4 separate regions of the Mus musculus genome follow, and all the other regions are linked to region 1. Evidence: chromatin contacts called from public Hi-C and HiChIP or PLAC-seq data. All regions are on one chromosome and are shown on one strand. Each heading gives the region's core, a stretch centred on a gene start, on an enhancer-like site or on the middle of the called end of the contact. The rest is flanking DNA. Distances are from core to core; before and after follow the strand shown.

The links. Hi-C and Micro-C count contacts between places; a contact is called where the count stands out from the background. HiChIP or PLAC-seq counts read pairs in DNA pulled down with a chosen protein or histone mark.
Region 2: a Hi-C map of epidermal suprabasal cells shows a contact between it and region 1, with 1.8 times the contacts expected there. The contact joins two enhancer-like sites. A contact is called at or near these places in 9 of 484 Hi-C or Micro-C datasets (CD4 T cells, Th2 cells, embryonic fibroblasts and 5 more).
Region 3: a contact with region 1 is called in an HNF4G HiChIP or PLAC-seq map of pancreatic cancer cells. The contact joins two enhancer-like sites. A contact is called at or near these places in 2 of 484 Hi-C or Micro-C datasets (liver and rod photoreceptor) and 2 of 115 datasets of contacts at active chromatin or transcription factors (microglia and pancreatic cancer cells).
Region 4: a contact with region 1 is called in a FOXA1 HiChIP or PLAC-seq map of pancreatic cancer cells. The contact joins two enhancer-like sites. A contact is called at or near these places in 3 of 484 Hi-C or Micro-C datasets (the G1E-ER4 cell line, nephron progenitors and pancreatic cancer cells) and 3 of 115 datasets of contacts at active chromatin or transcription factors (microglia and pancreatic cancer cells).

The regions. Positions count from the first base shown.
Region 1 is chr16:76,538,658-76,541,357 of GRCm38.p6, forward strand. No RefSeq gene overlaps it. Among named protein-coding and RNA genes, the nearest start is that of Gm30726, 8.8 kb to the right of the region's middle. Within about 2 kb of position 1,259, at least 113 of the 459 cell types and tissues checked have an H3K27ac peak or open chromatin away from gene starts, as enhancers often do. A contact at or near this core is called in epidermal suprabasal cells and pancreatic cancer cells, where this site is marked.
Region 2 is chr16:76,770,911-76,773,610 of GRCm38.p6, forward strand. All of the region lies in intron 1 of Gm30790 (predicted gene, 30790), which reads right to left. Among named protein-coding and RNA genes, the nearest start is that of Gm30790, 6.8 kb to the right of the region's middle. Within about 2 kb of position 1,326, at least 2 of the 459 cell types and tissues checked have an H3K27ac peak or open chromatin away from gene starts, as enhancers often do. A contact at or near this core is called in epidermal suprabasal cells, where this site is marked.
Region 3 is chr16:76,292,557-76,295,256 of GRCm38.p6, forward strand. It overlaps Nrip1 (nuclear receptor interacting protein 1), which reads right to left. Exons shown (of 4, transcript NM_173440.3): 4 at 1-2,459. The coding sequence starts at 2,111. Among named protein-coding and RNA genes, the nearest start is that of Gm30569, 6.8 kb to the right of the region's middle. Within about 2 kb of position 1,440, at least 83 of the 459 cell types and tissues checked have an H3K27ac peak or open chromatin away from gene starts, as enhancers often do. A contact at or near this core is called in pancreatic cancer cells, where this site is marked.
Region 4 is chr16:76,408,169-76,411,046 of GRCm38.p6, forward strand. No RefSeq gene overlaps it. Among named protein-coding and RNA genes, the nearest start is that of Gm52253, 23 kb to the right of the region's middle. Within about 2 kb of position 1,388, at least 47 of the 459 cell types and tissues checked have an H3K27ac peak or open chromatin away from gene starts, as enhancers often do. A contact at or near this core is called in pancreatic cancer cells, where this site is marked.

The sequences.
Region 1 (2,700 bases), core at 9-2,508:
TTCAAGTACAAGGTACCTGAGCCAGAAACAGCCAAATCGGGCTGATGTACAGTTGTTAGGTAGACTTTTCGTGTTTATCAGTTGTGATAAAAAATACAGGGGCCATGTCCTTCAAGTAATTTTGACCTTCAATCCCCCCTCAGCTCCTTGTCGGGTTTATAACTGGGTTGTGTTCCTTCAGACCAAACAGTGGGTATAATGTTCAATTTAACAGAGTTGGGAGCAAGATGCTTATCTCTTCTGCATTTCCAACCACGCATGCTCGTTCCAAGAACAAAGTACAGAATGTTTTACAGTATTGGATCACACAAACCTTTTCGTCTTGTTTGCTTCCTTAGCCTACCATAAAATGCGACCTTCTTGCCTTTTAGTCCACAAAGTAACAATGGAACTGGTACCAGCACCTTGATAGAATAATGTGTCTTTGAGTTAAAGCTGATAATAATGCCCGCTATGTGCTTGAGCCAACTACCTCTTTTTGTAACATGTAAGAGTCTTCAGGATTTGACTTCTCTCAATTGTTATAGGAGTTGTTTATAAATTTCCAGTCTATGATTGTTAAGGTTCATTATACAAATCAATTGTCTACATGGCTAAGGGATGCAGTTAAGAATTCGGATGCCTATTCTCAGTTTATGAATAACATCATTCTTTTACGAACAGTACTTTTCGACACATGGGGGTTGATTGAAGTGATTGTTCAGGTTTCAGGTTTTGAAATGAATAAGAATGGCTGTGTAACAACACACCAAAAATGGCAGGAAATAGCCTCTTAACCTATCTGTGGCACATCATACATGACTTCTTGGTTGGCAATCAGAGTAGTAATATGTAAACAATTCAAGGAACGGGAACTACCAAAATCAGAAAGGTAAACAGAAGCGGTAGACTAGAACTCCATAGGTGTATGCGAAGGGCCGACGGAACTCTAACATAAGTCACATTTTACTAAATCTGTAAGGACAGATGTCATAGCAGTTGCTGGAAATCTTTCTGTGGTTTCCAGGATGCCAGGATGTGTTTGCATCCATTTTTTCCCCCCAAGCACCTACAGTATTGTGCAATCTCTCGTCAGCAATGACTAACTTCTATCTATTAGGCTGCGTCTTGAGGCTGACTCAGGTCCAGTTCTCCTGAAAGGGTTTCAACGGAGAGGCATGTGGAAATCATATGCAAAGAGGTTTCTCCAGGCAGGACAGAGCAGAGCCTCAGGAAGGTCACAAAGGTCAAGCTGATTACCTCCCCCAGCTCTGGCAAGCTCAGGGCTCAGCTGGGTTACCCAAGTTCACAAGGAGCTATTGACATTCAGCAGCTCGGCTCTCTCTCTCATTACCAGATCAGCAGGGAACTGTCTGGGCCTCCGGTTAACTCTTCGGTGTCCTGGTTCAAGATTTCTGCAAGGCCTGAGCCAGAAACCGGTAGCTCAGTCTCTTCATGATTGCTGTTCAAGAAGTGACCCTTTACATCACTGTCTGACTCAGTTTTCTAGGTGGAAACAGTCCACATCATCGTTTCAAAGGCGCTAGATAAAACACGAGTAAATACATTTGTTTCATGTTTATTCATGCTGCTGTCTAAGTTTATTTCTAAAATGAAAGTCCAGGGAAATATTTAATCTTCCCACTAATAAAACAACAACAACAACAACAACAACAAACAGGTCCTACTTAGTCCTGAATAAATTAAGTCACTTTTGTTGTTGTGTTTGTTTGTTTGTTTGTTTGTTTTTCTATCCTCTTCTTTTTAAAAAATAGCAGTCTTGCCATTCCTTGTCATTTAGAGGTGTGTGTTTGCTCGTTAGCTAAGTTCGTTAGCTAGACAGGAAGTCCAGGCTCAGGGAGGAACAGTATCCAGTGTGAGGTCACAGACACAGGTATTTGTGCAGTAAGCCTGTTGCTTCAGGCTTCCCTTTCCTGCTGACATATTAGGATCTTCTAGAAGTGACTTAACCTGTCTGCCTCCATAACAGTTTTTTTTTTTTTTTTTTTTTTTTTTTTTTGTAAATTGAGAATAATATTTGATGAGTCCACAAAGCTCGTCGCTATGGTAGCGACCCGAGGGCTGACTCACTGTTAAATCTCAGAGACACTATAGTTTAACTGTAATTGCAAGTCTGCCCCTGTTTAGTATTCAACTGACCCCAGAGTACAAATTAGGCCTAATCCTCTCTTCTCTTATGCTTTGACAAACGAGGGCGTGAACTGTTCACAAGTTAGGCCAACTTCTCTTTAGCTCCTGTGTGTGTGTGTATTCATGTATCATTTTATATTTAATATATTAAAGTGTTAAGTATTAAAGTATAATATAACATTTAAGGGCTGAGGACTTGTGCGACAAAGCCTTACCCTTAAAGGAACTTAAGTGTTTTTCCAGAAGATAAGGGAGTTATGAGTAATATGGTCAATTCTGAAAATCCAAATGTTTAATTCAGAGCCCTCTTGGACTTTGGAGTTGTTACCCACTTTAATTTCCAGCTCTGTTCAGTGACTAAGCTAACTGCCAAAAGCAAAGACGACTCATAAAGACTCTCTCTTGTGACTTTGATCACAAAGGCAAACAGAAAGCCTCTGATCTACCTGGTTGGACAAACCGGCCATTCTCCTTATTAGGTCTTCAGATCAGTGCCAGTGGAATGCATTGGGGAATGCTAGCTTAGCATCGTCTTAGCAATGTTTAGCTCTGTCTGACCATGTTTCCTCC
Region 2 (2,700 bases), core at 76-2,575, 230 kb after region 1:
TAGATTTTCTATACTAGGAAACGAACCACTTAAGAATACACTCAGTGGAATTTTGTAAATCAGCCTTACAGAAGGGTCACCACCATCTGAATACACTTCCAGTATGCTTTCTTAACTGCAAATGGAAGCCCTTTGCAGAGTAGCAAGCAGTTTCTTCCCACTATCTGCTCTTCTAGTCCCAGTCAACGACTAAAGTGCCTTCTACACCTATAGAGTTGCCTGTTCTGGGTGTGGCGTATAAATGGAATCATACAGCATTTGCTGTTACAATCTAATTTCTGCTTCCAGGTGGGGTAGTAGAGGTCAAACCCTTATTCATGTGAGGCAAGTGATAGACACTGAGCTAGATTGTCACCTTTGTAACTACTGGGAAGAAGGCTGCCTTAAACATTCCAGCACAAGTATTTGATAGAACCCATAGATGGCTTCGGGTATCAATGTCATCTTCCCAACAGTGTCTTCTCATTCAGGAACAAAGTAGGTTTCTCTGAGGGTTTAGGTTTTATATTGGCATTTTTGTAATGCAATGTTTGTTGTCTCTTTGCTTAAATGTATTCCTAAGTATTTTGTTCTTTTTAATGCTCCGTATTAAAAAAAAAAAAAAGAGTGTCGTTTTCTTTTTAGATTGCCCTTTATGACTGTGTAGAGGGATCTGTGATTTGGACGGATTGAACCACGTCTTGCTAGATTGAATTATTAATTTGTTTATTGTTTTTTTGTTTGTTTGTTTGTTTTGCTTTCACCCTATATCCCGTAGGGAAGAGTCCGTTTCCCTCGATGCCATCCTTGGTATGACAGCTACTTGATCTTGCTCCTAAGCATTTCATGGAGGGTCTTTTTGGAATTCCACCTTTACCCCACGGTTTGGCTCATATTCAGAAGCCCACAGTTTTATACTTTCAAACTCTATGTGGACTGTAGGACTCAAAGCTCCTCTTCACATGGTTCTAGAAGACATGCGCAGCTCTGCCAGCTCTCCTTGTCCTGGATTCATGCTTGTGCTTGATCTAGCCACTCTTGCTGGCTCGGGAGTGTAAGCACGGGTGTGTTCGAATGGGCTTTTGTATCTTATTCAGCGTTTTAAATATTTCTCAATCAACAGGTTTTGCAGGATTGCAATGTATTTTACCACAGCTGGTAGTAACATTTTTAAGTTGGTTTTCTGTGTGGAAGGGTACATACATTAAAAGGCCCTATACATATGAAAATCATAAGATGAGGCTTTTTTTTCTATGAACATATTCTGCCATATAGATGTCATACATACACACTGATGGAATGTGAAGGAAATATTCATTTATGCATATAGCAGGTGATATAATCAAGACATGTGATGACAGACTCTGAACTGCTCTTGTGGGAATGCCCTATGAAAAAGAAATCCTGCTGACAGAGCAGAATCTCACTCAAACTTCACAACCATATTGCCTTCTCGCCCGCAGGGTGCTCGCTGACACGACAGCAACCAGGTGACAGGATCACGGCTTTTAGAAGGGCACACTGTGTTTGGTCATATGTCACTGTTGCCCATTAATTGGTAGTAAAAACTTAGTAGCAGTAACCTGGAACCGTTGTGCCCAGGTGGGTCCTTTGTTGTAAGATTTGGCAGCACTTAAAGACCATGGAATTTAAGTACCAAGTAAAACCCCATACTGACTAGTAATGGGCAAACTCAGCCTTAAGCCAACAGAATCGCAGTCCAAGAGAGAGAGAACAAATTTCATCATGAAGATGATTGAAGTAAGCTGAGTGAAATAGAATCTCCAGAAATTTTTTTTTCTACAAGTTGACCATAGACACCATGTCCTTATTGATCCAGGCCCAGCATTGAGCATCTCATGTGTGTCCAACCTCGTGATTTTGCTCTGTAGAAAGGCTGAGCGATGATTCATTATAGCTAAAGAGCTTCTCATTCACAACAGTCAGCTATTGGGTCAGTGAGATGGCACAGCAGGTAATAAGGGCTAGAAACCCAAGGATGTGGAAAAAAACAACTTCTGAAAGTCATCCGTGGACTTTCACATGTGTGCCCACACTTGCACATGTGCATCGTATTGTATACATGCGTGTACACACACACACACACACACACACACACACACACACACACACACCAGATAGACTAATAAATGAAATTAAATTGAGAAGTAAGAATAGATGCTGGAGCAATGTTTTGTTGCTTAAGAGAACTGGTTGCTTTTGCTGAGGGCCTCCACTATATTCATAGCACCCGCATGCTGGTACGCAGTTCTCTGTGACTCCAGTGACAAGGATCCAGACTCTCTTCTGACCTGCATAGCCACCAGACACACACACAAGATACCCAGATATACATGCAAGCTAAAGGTCTGTACACAAAATAAAACATATAAAAATAAGACTCCTAGATACTGTTTTTGTCTACATGCTTTTTATGTAAAAATCTTAATGTTGGCTAAGATATGTGTGTGTGTGTGTGTATCATATCTACTAGATCACAATACTGGCATAAGTAATTTTACTCAGGATCTTATAAAATGTACATATATGAAATTATCTCATTTTTATGTAACTGATTTTAACCATGAATGAGCTTTGCCTACTTACTCTATCTTTGTCTTACAAGCAAGAAATTCCATTGTGTGGCTCTGGACTAGAGACAGTGGAGGCTTTCTTTTGCATTTGGACCTGGTCTTACTATTAGAACAATTTGGGTCAGAC
Region 3 (2,700 bases), core at 190-2,689, 250 kb before region 1:
ATCTCACAACCAGGAAGTCCCGGCTCAGGCCCGGCAGGCTGACTGCTGAAGGCTTTGCTCTCTTCAGCCGCATTGGTTTTATTTGAGAGCAGAGGGCTGTTTAATCTATCAATCAGACCGAGAGGTTTGTCTGGGTTTCCACTTAACAGCTGTTTGCAGGGTCTCTGCTCTTCCCCTGGCCCGGAAGACTGCAATCCGCACTGAGCCAAATTTTGTAACAGTTTACTGGCACTGAACGTGGCGGAATTTTGTGCACCTTCACTCGGGGCTGGTTTCTCGGCTTGGGACTCTTTGCCTTTCGTGAGGTCCATCAGGTGGCTAGGCGCGGTGTTCGTGAGCTTGGAAGCGGGAGTACTGCAGGCATACGGCGGGGAATTCCACTTGATGACCAGAGAGTGCTGGGAAAGATTGATGGGAGACTCTGCTTGGCTGGCTGTATACAGTGGTGGAGTGCTCACTGGGGTAGTCCTGTTGGTACTGGGGCTTTCGATGACAGAAGTCCTTGTGTAATTCTGAGGACTGAACTTAGTCCCATCACTATGGATGTCCTGAGGGCTGGCGTTCCTTTCAACAGTTTCTTCACTTTTATGGCCGAGCAGCAACTGAAGAAGAGTGACTTTCTGGTGTGAATTCAGCTTGGAATTTGTTGAGGTATCTTGATCTTCTTTGATGTCAACGCCGGGGATCTTGGGATCCCACGTGTTTAACAAGGACTGGGTTAGGTTCTCCAGCGAAACGGGCCGCTCAGCTTCCGGCTTTTCGATCCGGTGTTTGCAAGACAGGTCTATGGGAACGCAATTGGAGTACGAGCTTTCGTCTCCACTGCTGTCATCTGTAAAGCTCGGGTTGTTATCGGAGTACTCATCAATCGTGGTGGGCGTGCTACTCTCAAAACTGCTCGCTCTCTCGTTCTGGCTGTGCCCGTTCATCGGCGTGGGTATGGTCTGGCTTTTGAGGAGATGCAAAAGCAGACTGTTATTAGCAGCCTGCTTTAGGTTGTTTCTTTCCAGTGAGTTCTTATAGCTCGTGTTTTTGGGGGAGGAAGGGACAACACCCATTGGACTCTGAAAGGTGGCAGCGTTATTCTTGTTGGCCACCAGTTTGCTTGCCGGCAGTGCTCTGGCCTGCCCGTTGAGATGGCCAGACACCCCTTTGGAGAGCTGCGAACTGCCCACGTCCTTCTGCCCATTCTCTTGCAATCTGGCCATGGCTGCAAGTCTTTCGCTTGCCACCTGATGTGCGTTCTGCGTTTTTAGAGCATGTTCCCGAGAGTACTGCTGCAGGTGGGCCTCGCTGGACAGGAGCAGCGCCAACTGGCTGCAGGCAACACTAGGCTTTGGGGAGGCAGCGGGACTCGCCCTTTTCTCCACCATGCTGGCAACAGCCTGTAATCTTGCAGCACATGACAAGGGCTCACTCATGACCTTTGTCCCACTTTGTCCCACTGCGGGATGGGATGACTCAACAAAGCTATCTCTGATAAGGTTTGGAGTCACGTCAGGGAGGGTGGGACCTGACTTTTGATCCTTGGTTTTACTTTTCTTCAACAGAGTTTTTAAGTGACTTGAGGCCACGCCATAGCACCTTAAATCCTTCTCCACTTTTAAAGACTCGTGACTGAGGGCATATCCCTGCTCCTTGAGGCTCTGTCTAATCTGCTGTGACAGAGCAACAGTCTGCAGCCTAGAGCTGAATGACTGAAGCAAAGAGGCCAGCAATGTGCTATCCTGTTTGCCTTTAGGCACACTGTCAACCATGCCAGCCAGCAACGCTTCCTTCTTTACGTTTAAATTCACGATGGAATCAGACAGCCTCTTCCGCTTTGCCGCGTTCCAGTCCTCGGAAGACTGCAGCAGTCTGGCTTTTTTGAGGTGCAGCATGCCAGATCCCTGGTACGTCTGGGTACTGACAGTGGGACCATTGCTTTGACAGGAGGGAAACGCACTGCCCGAGAGGTTAAAGTTCTGGTCTTCCTCTTTGTGGCCAGCAGACTTTTTGTTAATGGCAGTGCCTGATCCCCCTGCTGCCTGATGCATTAGTAACCCTTCGAGGTAAGTTAAGACAATAGAATCCTGATGCACATCAGAGCCAAGCTCTTCTCCATGAGTCATGTTCAATACAAGCGCTCACAGGGGCTCGGCTTCCGTTCACGTGAAAGAGCTCCTCTCGTCAGTAAGATCCCACGTGACGTCAGGAAGTGAGCGTCACCTGATCACCTCCCATAGCAGTCGGGCAGAGATGCACTGTTAACATTCTGACCAGGGGATCTTCAGGCAGTGACGAGGGGCTCAGAGGCTGGGGCAAACTCGGGTGCAGACTACAGCACTGATGAGTGGCTAGGCAAGGGCCAGCCTCGCAACTTCCTTAGCACAGCGGCAGCGCTGGCACCCAGGTCTCAGGGAATATGCTGGTTTTCTTTCTTCATCATCTTTCGTTGCTCACCAAACGCACGTCAGTATCTAAAAATATAAAAATAAAAATAGTTGAGGAGAAACAGAGCTGGCATCATGCTCATTACCTATAAGGAATAGAATACAGCATTGTGAGTTTCACATAAGGTATAACACATTATAAATATAGTTTGCACACACACACACACACTATGCACACATACACATGACAGCCACATCCATTTAACATGTGATTTGTAGGTATGTATCCTTAAAAATACTTCACTGCAACGGAAGGATGAGCTACGGC
Region 4 (2,878 bases), core at 138-2,637, 130 kb before region 1:
AATAATATAGCAGTATCAGCCAAGGTCATAGAGAACATAGACCATTTTCATCCAAACAAGCTATTTCAATACAAATAATTAGAGGGCCCACCTATTGTAAACGCATGGAAATAGGCGTTACATGGACATTGTCATGGGTTGTTGGAAGTCACTCCAAAGCTGGTTCTGGAAGTGAAACTGGGCCCTTGACTTCAGACTCCGTCCTGTCTGTGCCAAGTGTCCTCTAACAGCCTTGTCTGATGATGGGCAGCCTTACCTAACTCTGTGGCAAGGAAGGGGGAGAATGACGGGCAAAACAGCCCACGGGGAAAAACACCGTGTCCTTGAGAGCTGCTAAATGATGAACCACTTCCAAAAGAGATTACTGCTGTTCATCCCACCATGTGATGGGCCTGTAGTGGGAAAGAGAGGGCAGCCATGCAGCCATGGGACGCTCATCCGTGGAAAACTAGAGGATACTCTTTGCTCTTCCCAGAACACTCTCGGAGCACATCAGCTGCTTGCCCCATTAGGGCTCCACAGTTGATGTTAGAGTACTCAGTTCGATGAGGTTTAGTTATCTGTCTGTCTATTTAGCTATGTGTCTATCTCTTGTTACCTATTCTTTCACTTTGACTTACTATATACTTAATAAACATCCACATACAATACTGAACATCTGGCTATCAGAGACAGCAGCTGTACAGTGTTTTTCACATATCATGAGAGACGAAAACAGCAGGCACTGTCAACAAAGATAAACCTGGGGATCACAGCTTCCTTCAGGCTTTCCAAATAATCAACAGCAGTGCTTTCTAATGGAAATATAAACTAAGCACATACCATAGCAAGGTTGCCAAGAGAAGGGAATAGTCAATTTCTACATCAGCGCACTTGGATGTAACACCTGTATTAGGGGCAAAGGGAATGAAAGCCAAAATAAAGATAAAATTTCCCCAGCTATCAAATTATACAAGCAAGTGTTTTGTTTTGATTTGCTGCTCTGGGTTATGGGCAGGGATACATTGCTATGGACATCGGCAGTGTTGAAGCTGTGCTGTTAAAAACTTGGCAATGTCTGCTACATTAAGTATTCACACACACACACACACACACACACACACAGACACATACACACACACACACTTCTGACTAGATGGTTCTACTTGGTTTTCAGTTGTTGTGGTTAAAAAGCAAAAAGCAGAAAACAAACAAAAAGACCATATGACCCAAAGCAAAAGAAATGGATGGAATAAGGCATTTATTTAAACTTACAGTTCTAAACAGATGAGTCATGTCTAGTGGAGAGGATGGCCCGAATGTTAGGCATGATGGCAGGATAAGAAAGCTCAGAGATGCCTATTTTCCAACACAAGTGTGAGTCACAGAGGGCAAACTGGAAAATGAAGCCAGGAACTCCTCAGACCAGTGCTGAATGACACATTTCCTCCAGCAAAGCCACACCTTGTAAGCCTCTATCAGGGACTGTGTTCAAATATCTGAGCCAAGGGAGGACAGTCATCAATCAAACCACCATACAAACATTTATGTAAAAGACATACACATGCCTGCTCACTTCATCTTTCTGTGATGATAAGAAAACTGGAAACAATCTGATTGTAAACATGAGGAAGTACTAAGTAACTATTGACAGTCAAATTAGGGACAAGTGTTAAAATTGTCCCTTGGATTACTTTAAAATTGTGGAGACAACATAATAGAGTATTAGAAAAATAAGAAGTCCATTTGGAGAGTAGAGTGACAAACTCTTTAAATGAGGGTGTGTAATGCCTATGCTTAAGAGAACATATCAACGGATGACATCAAAGAGAGGGAGAATCGGCCATTAATGTATAAAAATAAGGTAGTTCCTCAAATGAAAATAATTGTTGCTGTAATATTATTCGAACATCAATGTATAGGTTTATACAAAGAGATGAGAAAGCTGACCACTGTGATGCTAGTGGGCTTCTGAGAGGTGGCACTTCAGTTACATAATTCTTCTTTCTTTGACATACTTTGGTTACACAGTGAGCAAGTATTGTTTTTATCAGAACAACAATGGAAGACATTTTCGCTTAACTGAAAACCTTATTACAAAAGCCTATTCTTATTTCTAGAAAACAATTCATATACAGTAGCACGAAGTATACACATTTCCAGAGGAGGAAGTAGGAGAGAGTCTGGGTATCATAGCATTTTAGCCATGATGGGCATTCTTTTTATTTCCTGCACTCTGGATCTATTCAAACCTCGCCTCCTACTGAGGGATTCAGTGCAGAACTAAAATATGATGACTTACTTGGCAACAGCAGAAAAAGAGCATTTACGCAAATGCAATAAAGATAAGCAATAAGTTTCGGTGATGCATAGAGTGTGTTCTCCGCTCGCCTGCTTCTTCTTTCTTCTCTCAGCAGAAGTTCAACTGAAAATAAGCTCAAACAGCAATTCGCCAAATTAGCTCGTCACCTCGCTTGTGACCAAATCACACCCTACAGAGAAACTCGGAACTCCAAGCGTTTGCTTTTTGGAATATATGTCCATTGAACGGGCTCTGTAAAGAAGAAAAAGGGTAGCTTGGTGTTTCCAGTTTGCTGGCAGTGTGATTAGAATAATGCTTGTGCTTGATAGTCACAGATAATTTCCAGGTTATTACTCATGTGCACCCTAAAATGGCGGTGCAAAAAGAAACATTTTGAGGTTTCATTTCTTCCCACCTCAAGGGAAGGTAAAATAGCACTGATTATAGAAATCCAAAATAAATAAATAAATAAATAAATAACAGACAAAACAGTCTATAAACACACACACATACACAATACAACTTGATAGATGATATACTTGACCTTTATTCACAGAAACCGAGAGCACTCTCTTTGGTTATGTGTTTTTCTTCTTG